Regions from separate parts of the Sus scrofa genome. Here region 2 is linked to region 1. Evidence: chromatin contacts called from public Hi-C data. All regions are on one chromosome and are shown on one strand. Each heading gives the region's core, a stretch centred on a gene start, on an enhancer-like site or on the middle of the called end of the contact. The rest is flanking DNA. Distances are from core to core; before and after follow the strand shown.

What was found. A called contact is a pair of places that touch in the nucleus more often than the background predicts.
Region 2: a Hi-C map of heart right ventricle shows a contact between it and region 1, with 3 times the contacts expected there. The contact joins the enhancer-like site here to the promoter of LOC102159167 in region 1. A contact is called at or near these places in 6 of 47 Hi-C or Micro-C datasets (fetal skeletal muscle, heart right ventricle, liver and 2 more) and 1 of 2 datasets of contacts at active chromatin or transcription factors (skeletal muscle).

Annotation. Positions count from the first base shown.
Region 1 is chr2:79,452,208-79,455,900 of Sscrofa11.1, forward strand. LOC102159167 reads right to left here and starts at 1,962. Exons shown (of 12, transcript XM_021085149.1): 1 at 1,839-1,962; 2 at 284-349. The coding sequence starts at 316.
Region 2 is chr2:79,510,278-79,513,970 of Sscrofa11.1, forward strand. LOC100620238 (zinc finger protein 454) reads right to left here. Exons shown (of 3, transcript XM_021084340.1): 3 at 2,477-3,693. Among named protein-coding and RNA genes, the nearest start is that of GRM6, 45 kb to the left of the region's middle. Within about 2 kb of position 1,859, at least 49 of the 83 cell types and tissues checked have an H3K27ac peak or open chromatin away from gene starts, as enhancers often do.

The DNA of each region.
Region 1 (3,693 bases), core at 712-3,211:
TGAGGGTGCAGCCCTAAAAAGACAAAAAAAAAAAAGAAAGAAAGAAAGAAAGAAGCCTTTGGAGTTCCCATTGTGGCATGGTGGAAACAAATCTGACTAGCATCCATGAGGACATGGGTTCAATCCCTGGCCTCACTCAGTGTGTCGGGAACCCGAGGTTGCTATGGCTGTGGTATAGGCCAATAGCTATAGCTCCATTTCAACCCTAGCCTGGGAACTTCCCAATGCCTCGTGTGCAGCCCTAAAAAGAAAAAAGAAAGAAAAAAAACAAGCCGTCACTCACCAGAGCCTGGGCTGGCAGCAACCTTGTGGCCATTTCTCCCTCTGCTGCCCCTTTTGGAGAAGGTACCTGAAAGAGAAAAAGAAACCGTGAGGTTTTGCCATCCTGTTTGCACTCCCACACTCATTAGGCTCAGACCAGGTTAGAAATCACACATTGAGAACTGTGCAGATCAGAGCTGGAGGAGCCCTGGGCGTGACCACCAAAACCAGGAGTGGACAGTAAGCGACTTCCAGTCACTGGGCCTGCTACCTTTCAGCCACTGGTTTATGAATAAAGATGAATCCAACTAGCACTGTCTGACAAGCATTGACAGTGTAAAGAGCAGTCACATTGGGCTCACGGAGATGCTAAATTAATGAGAAATGACATAAATATGCCAAGCACCTGCATTTAGATATTTTGAGCTATAATAATTACAATTATGGAAGTTTCCACTGTGGTGCAATAGGATCATCTCGGGAGAGCTTGGGACGCAGGTCCAACTCTGGCCCAGTACAGTGGGTTAAGGATCTGCGGTTGCACCAGCTGGGGCTTAGATCGCAGCTGTGGCTCATGTGCCTTGGAGCGGCCAAAAAAAAAGAGAGAGAGAGGAAAAAAATACAGTTGTGATTATAAAAATTCTTCAAATGCCATGTGAAGAACTGGTGTACTTTTCAGGCGTAGCCAACCAACTATTCCTCTTGGAAGTTGTGTTTCCTTTATGAAGAGTTACCAAAGCTCCTTAAATGTAAAAGGAGGAGTTCCTGTCATGGCTCAGTGGTTAAGGAATCCGACTAAGAACCATGAGGTTGCGGGTTCTATCCGTGGCCTTGTTCAGTGGGTTAATGATCCGGCATTGCCGTGAGCTGTGGTGTAGGTCGCAGACGCGGCTCGGATCCCGAGTTGCTGTGGCTCTGGCGTAGGTCGGTGGCTACAGCTCCGATTAGACTCCTAGCCTGGGAACCTCCATATACGTGGGAGCGGCCCAAGAAATGGCAAAAAGACAAAAAAAAAAAAAAAAAAAAAAGCAAAAGGAAATATTAACCACCTACCTTCCCTTCCCCCGTCCCCAAAATATACAAGGCTCAGAAGAAACACCTTCGTTGGATAGAAATGAACTTAAAATTTAAAGAAAAGGGAAATAACTTAGCGGACAAAATCACTCAAAAATTACAAAAAAAGAAAATAGTTAAATCACTTAGGATTCACTCTGGAAGAACAAGAAAGCATGGTTAGCAAAAATGGGTAAACATAAAAAAATAAATTTTAACTCTGGGGAGTAAAACCAGCAAATGCTAAAAGCCAAAAAACGCCCCGGGGTTCGTGAACACTGAAACAAGACACAGCATCCTTCAACCTTTTGGGGGGACCTTTCTCCAGAAGCCTGGGCGGAGACTGAGGCCCAGGGGACAGACGGGGGAACCTCCCCGGGCAACGCCCCCTCCTCGGGCCGCGTTCACCTGCCGAGGCCGCCTTGGCTTGGACGCCCGCAGCTGGGACTCCCGCCCCGGCTGGCCCTCTGTCCTGGCCCCGCCGCAGGAGCCGCACACCCCGGACCCACTCTTACTGGCTGTACCTGGGCTCGCCGGGGCGGGGACTCGAAGAGGCAGACAGCACTGCAGGCAAGCGGTACACCTAGCGTAGGGATATTTGTTGCCGCCGCCGACAGGCCGACGGGCGCAAAAGCGCCTGCGCACAGGAGAACCGCAGCGCTTTTCCTTTCGAACTCTATTTCCCAGAAGTCTCCACGGCACGGGCCCATACAGTGTCTGAGAAGGGCCAAGGGTAGGAAGGCTAGAGGAAGGGGTCCTGCTGGAAACCCGAGGAGCCTGAAACCTTGTCTACCAGCCTCTGATGTAACCTCGGATCCTCTTCTGCACGCTTTTTATTTCTATTATGATAGTGATAATAAGAGCGGAAAATGAGTATGTAATAAAAACCGTAGGAATTCCCGTCGTGGCGCAGTGGTTAACGAATCCGACTAGGACCCGTGAGGTTGCGGGTTCGGTCCCTGCCCTTGCTCAGTGGGTTAACGATCCGGCGTTGCCGTGAGCTGTGGTGTAGGTTGCAGACGCGGCTCGGATCCTGCGTTGCTGTGGCTCTGGCGTAGGCCGGTGGCTACAGCTCCGATTCAACCCCTAACCTGGGAACCTCCATATGCCGCGGGAGCGGCCCAAGAAATAGCAACAACAACAACAAAAAGACAAAAAGGCAAAAAAAATAAAATAAAAACCAAAAACAGAATAATACAGAAAGCAACAAGTGTTGGTGAAGACTTGTTGAAATTAAATCCTTGTGAATTGCTGGTGAGAATGTAAAATAGTGCAGCTGCTTTGGAAAATAGTTATGGCAGTTCCTTAAAAAATTAAAAATAGAATTACCATATATAATCCAGCAATTGCCCTTCTGGGAATATTCCCAAAATAATTGAAAGCAAAACCTCAGACAGGTACTTATACACTAATAATGTCCATGGAAACATTATTCATAGGAGTCAAAAGGTAGAAACAACCAAAGTGTCAATGAACAGATGAGTGAATAAACAAAATGTGGTCTATCCTACAATGAAATATTATTCAGCCACAAAAAGGAAGGAAAATCTAATATATGCCTCAACATGGATGAATCTTGAAGACGGGAAATAAAGCAGACTCAAAGGGACAAATATTGTATGATTCCACCTATACATGGTATGTAAAATAGTCAGATTCATAGACAGAAAGTAGAATAGTGGTTACCAGGGGCTGATGGGAGAGGGAAATGAGGATTTATTGCTTAACAAATACAGAGTTTCAGTTTGGGGTAATGAAGAAAGTTCTGGATGTGACTAGTCGTTATGGTTACCTAACAACAAATGTGCTTAATGCCTCTGTGCTATACACTTAAAAATGGTTAAAATGGTAAATTTTATGTGATGTGTATTTTAGTACAATAAAAATAATAATGCAAAATAAAATAACAATTATGAACCACTGTTAGCAAGATGGTATTGAGATTTACAAAGTAAAAATAAGGTAGCAGACTGAATAAACACAATTACCTCTTTACTATAACAAAACATATCAAAACAAAAACACTTAACATATATAATTTTTAAGGTAATAAAATCCCATACAGCTCTAGAAAAATACCATCAGAACACCAAAAATTGAAAATCTTGGAAGACATGCAGCAGATATATGCCCTGAGATCCAAAGTCCAGCTAACAGAAAGATTCAGAAGAAAAAAAGAAAAAAAAATAGGAGTTCCCTGGTGGCCTAGTAGTTAAGGATCCTGCTTTGCTGTGGCTGGAAATTTTCACATGCTGCAGGCACAGCCAAAAAAAAAAAAAAAAAATTTGAATGATACAAAAATTGAAAGAAACATAAAATATCTGCCTAAGCTCCTGCAGCTTGCTTTTGCTCATCATCTCGTTTGGAAGATTCATCTCT
Region 2 (3,693 bases), core at 609-3,108, 58 kb after region 1:
CACTTTAGACCCTTATTTTTACTTGCTAGTGGAAACAATGCAGTTTTTCATTTTGAACCAACCTGGGTTTCATTTCCAATTGTGTCACTTGTGTGACCTTTAGCAAGTTCCTGAGCTCCCACCAGGATGAGCCCAACATGGGTGGTAGAGAGTGGGGGAGAAAGGAGCATGTGGGAGTTCCCGATATGGCGCACTGGGATCTGGGGCGTCTTGGGGGCGCTAAGACACAGGTTCAATCCTTGGTTAAGGATCGGGCGTTGCTGCAGCTGCAGCTTAGGTTGCAAATGCCGCTCGGATCTGATCCCTGGCCCAGGAACTCCATATGCCACAGGGCAACCAAAAAAGAAAAAAGAAAAAAACCAGCATATGGGTCAGGTGCCTAGGTAAGACTGGACTGGGAGAAAAGCTCCTGGTCAGGGGAAAGAAACATGCCCATCCTCTTCAGCCACTACATTCCAATCTTATAAGGCAATTTAGAGGGGGAACCCCACAGAAATCCCCCACTCACCTGGACCATGGTTGGCAGGCACCTGACTGCCATTCCTTCTTCTCTGATGAGCCCTTTTAGGGACAACAGAGCGTAAATCCTCAGACTTGAAACTTCTAACACCTGTTCATGAGGAGAGGGCTGAGTCAAAAGATATCACACAGCAGTCCAAAGAGGGGTTTGAGCATTAACACCCTGGGAGTCCTCCAATACCCAAGCAGTGAATTCTTAGCCCCTATTTGTTCTCAATCCTCTCTCCTCCTTGAAGTAATTTCTGTTGGCCTCGGCTGTAAAGGGAGGCTTAACCAGGCTGCTACTTCCACCAGCCCCGACCAATTTCCCCCCTAACAATCTGAGTCAAATTCTCCTTATCTTCCCTTCTATGTCTTAAATACATTGACTTCTCCCTGAAAAAAAACATTCTCCAGCCTGTTTTCACACTTTCTACACTCCCAGTGGCCTTTTGCCTTAAATTACACTGAGAGATCTCAAGCAAAGTGTATCTCCTGCATAAAAAGGTGCCTAATCCTAGGAGGGGAGCATAAGAAGTGGGAAAGGAGGGTGTTCTTTCTCTTCAAAAAGGAAGCTAAGAAGGCTGGATCTTCATCGTGGGGACGTCTCTCAGGCCAAGCTCTTTTCTGGCTTCAGACCTCTCCTTCTCTGGGGCCCTGTTTGGGTGACCTGGAGTCAAAGGTGGGCAAGAAGCAGTGTATTTGTGCGAGGGATGGGGGAAGGAGGGCACAAGGAATCTTAATCACACAACCCACACTCCTGCCCTGGATCAAGCTCTGTCAGGTCCCTTTGGGAGCTGATGCAGGGGCCGCGCAGCTGCGGGTTCGGAAAACAGGGCTCTGAACCACACCGGGAGCACCGCGCATAAATGGGCTACCAGGGATCAGTTCCAAAACACACGCCAGAGGCCCTGGCCGCATCCTCATCCACATGCACCCGCAGTTTCGAAACCTAACCCAAGATCCCACACCTGGCCTTTTTTCTGTCTTTGGAATCAAACCTTAGCAATACATCCCGGGAAGTTTGGGACATCAGATCAGCGTCCTCCAGAACGGACCACGACCGGGACCTATTCGGTTTTCATCCGCCCTTCCCACCGGGCTCGACCTCCCCAAGGCCGCTCCCACTCTCCCGATGCGGCTTTGGCCACTGTGCCTAGTATCCACTGGGTTGCCCTTCCAGGAGCTTCTACGCGGGGCGAGCGAGGGCAACCGCCACAGTGCAGGCAGAACACAATAAGCTGGAGTCTGCAGCCGGGATTGGAACTGCGCTTGCGCGTTGCCCAGGGACCCGCAGAGCCGGATCCTGCAGGTCGGCGAGCAGAGCGCTTCCGCTTCACAGACTCCATTTCCCAGAGGGCAAATCTGCGGCAAGCGAGCCGTGGAGCGGCGAAAGTGATACTGCGCGTCTGCGTAGAGGGAGCCCCGCCTTTCAACCGCCCCAGGCCAAGGGCGATTCCGTGTTGAAACTACATTTCCCAGGGGCCTGGGCACGGGCGTTGGCAGGGGCGTCAGGGTTCTGGAGACATCTAAACCCCCTTGAGCTAACTGCCAGGGCTATTTTCGTTGCATTTTGGTGAGATTAAGGAAGATAGACTCCGGAAAAATTGATGATGGGATTAGGAAGGTCAGTCTGGGATAACTGTACTCATTCGGGTGAGGAGAGTGCATCTGGGACGGCCCCAAGGGTGGAGTCGGAAGGGACAAGCTATAAAGGCGCATTCCTGATAGAGGACCCCGCAGAGATGACTTGAGAGGGAAGTGGGGCTGCCGCCTTGTACTTGGCAACCCAAGTGTAACAGTATAGCCCTAGCGGTACTGCCCGGGAGGTGGTTCCTACCAGGAGTAGGGTGCCAGGATAGAAGACAGAGGTGCAGGTGGAAAGCTGGTGGTCCAGTGAGGGAACTGGGACCAAAGCGGTGGCTGTGTTGCTTCTGTCCACTGGTGCCGAATAGAAACTCAGAGACAGAGTTCTGGGTGAAGTATAAAACGGTAGCTTTTATTGCTTTACCAGGCAGAGGAGGCCACAGCAGCCTAATGCCCTAAAGACTGCCCTCCTTCAGGAGCTAATAGGAAGGGGTCTTATAGCTTGGGAGTGGAAAACAGGGCTACAAATAAAGTTCAGGGTAGATGCAAGCTTGCATTCTTCTTCATAGCTGGCGTTTGGCAGTCCCAGGACTGGTTCTAGTGGTCCTTGAGATTATTGCACTGCGACTTTCTTTCTGGAAAGAATGCTCGCAAGATTGTTAGGGAGTTTTCTCCCAGTAGTAAACACCAGTTGCATAGTACAAACCTACCTAGAAGGCAATCATTTTGAAAAGTGCAATTAAGCAAGAAGAAAGGCATTTGCAAAATGATGGCAAAATAACTATTTTAACTTTTTCCCCTGTAAGAGGCCATGGGACCCAGGACCCAGTGCAAAAAACATCAAGATAGGAGTTCCCGTTATGGCACAGTGATTAACAAATCCGACTAGGAACCATGAGGTTGCAGGTTTGGTCCCTGCCCTTGCTTAGTGGGTTAACGATCCGGTGTTGCTGTGGCTCTGGTGTAGGCCGGTGGCTACAGCTCCGATCGGACCCCTAGCCTGGGAATCTCCATATGCCACGGGAGCGGCCCAAGAAATAGCAAAAAGACAAAAAACAAAAACATCAAGATAAACTTGGTTCTCCGTGACTAAATCAGAAAGAAGCCTGGATGCTGAGGGTGCCTTTGTAAAACTGGGTGGTATTTAGAGAACAGGTATTTATTTTTGTGGACAATATTTTGCGGGGTGGGTAAGGATGAGGTTAAAGTATAGAAATATCAAACTGGGGATGTTTAGCTGCCTGTGAATACTTTCACGGAGCTCAGAATGGTTTGTCAGCATGGGGACCAAGAATGGGAACCTGAGACTTGCCAGTTACATTTAACTGTTGGCCACTTTTTACTCAACATCGTCAATGACTATTTTTGTGACCCTATGACATTTTCCGTTTTATTGAAGATAAATTCTATCAGAAATGTCATTCTATGGACACTTTTGGAGCACTTATGTCAGTTACTATTCTAAAGGCTGTAAAAACAGCACAGTTACCTTGCTGGTAAGAAGGTTAAATTCTACTACAGGTGGTAAAAAAACTATTAATGATGACAGTGAGGGTGCATTAAGAGAGTGTGACAGGGTGAGGTGATTTACTTGCAGGAGCATCTTGA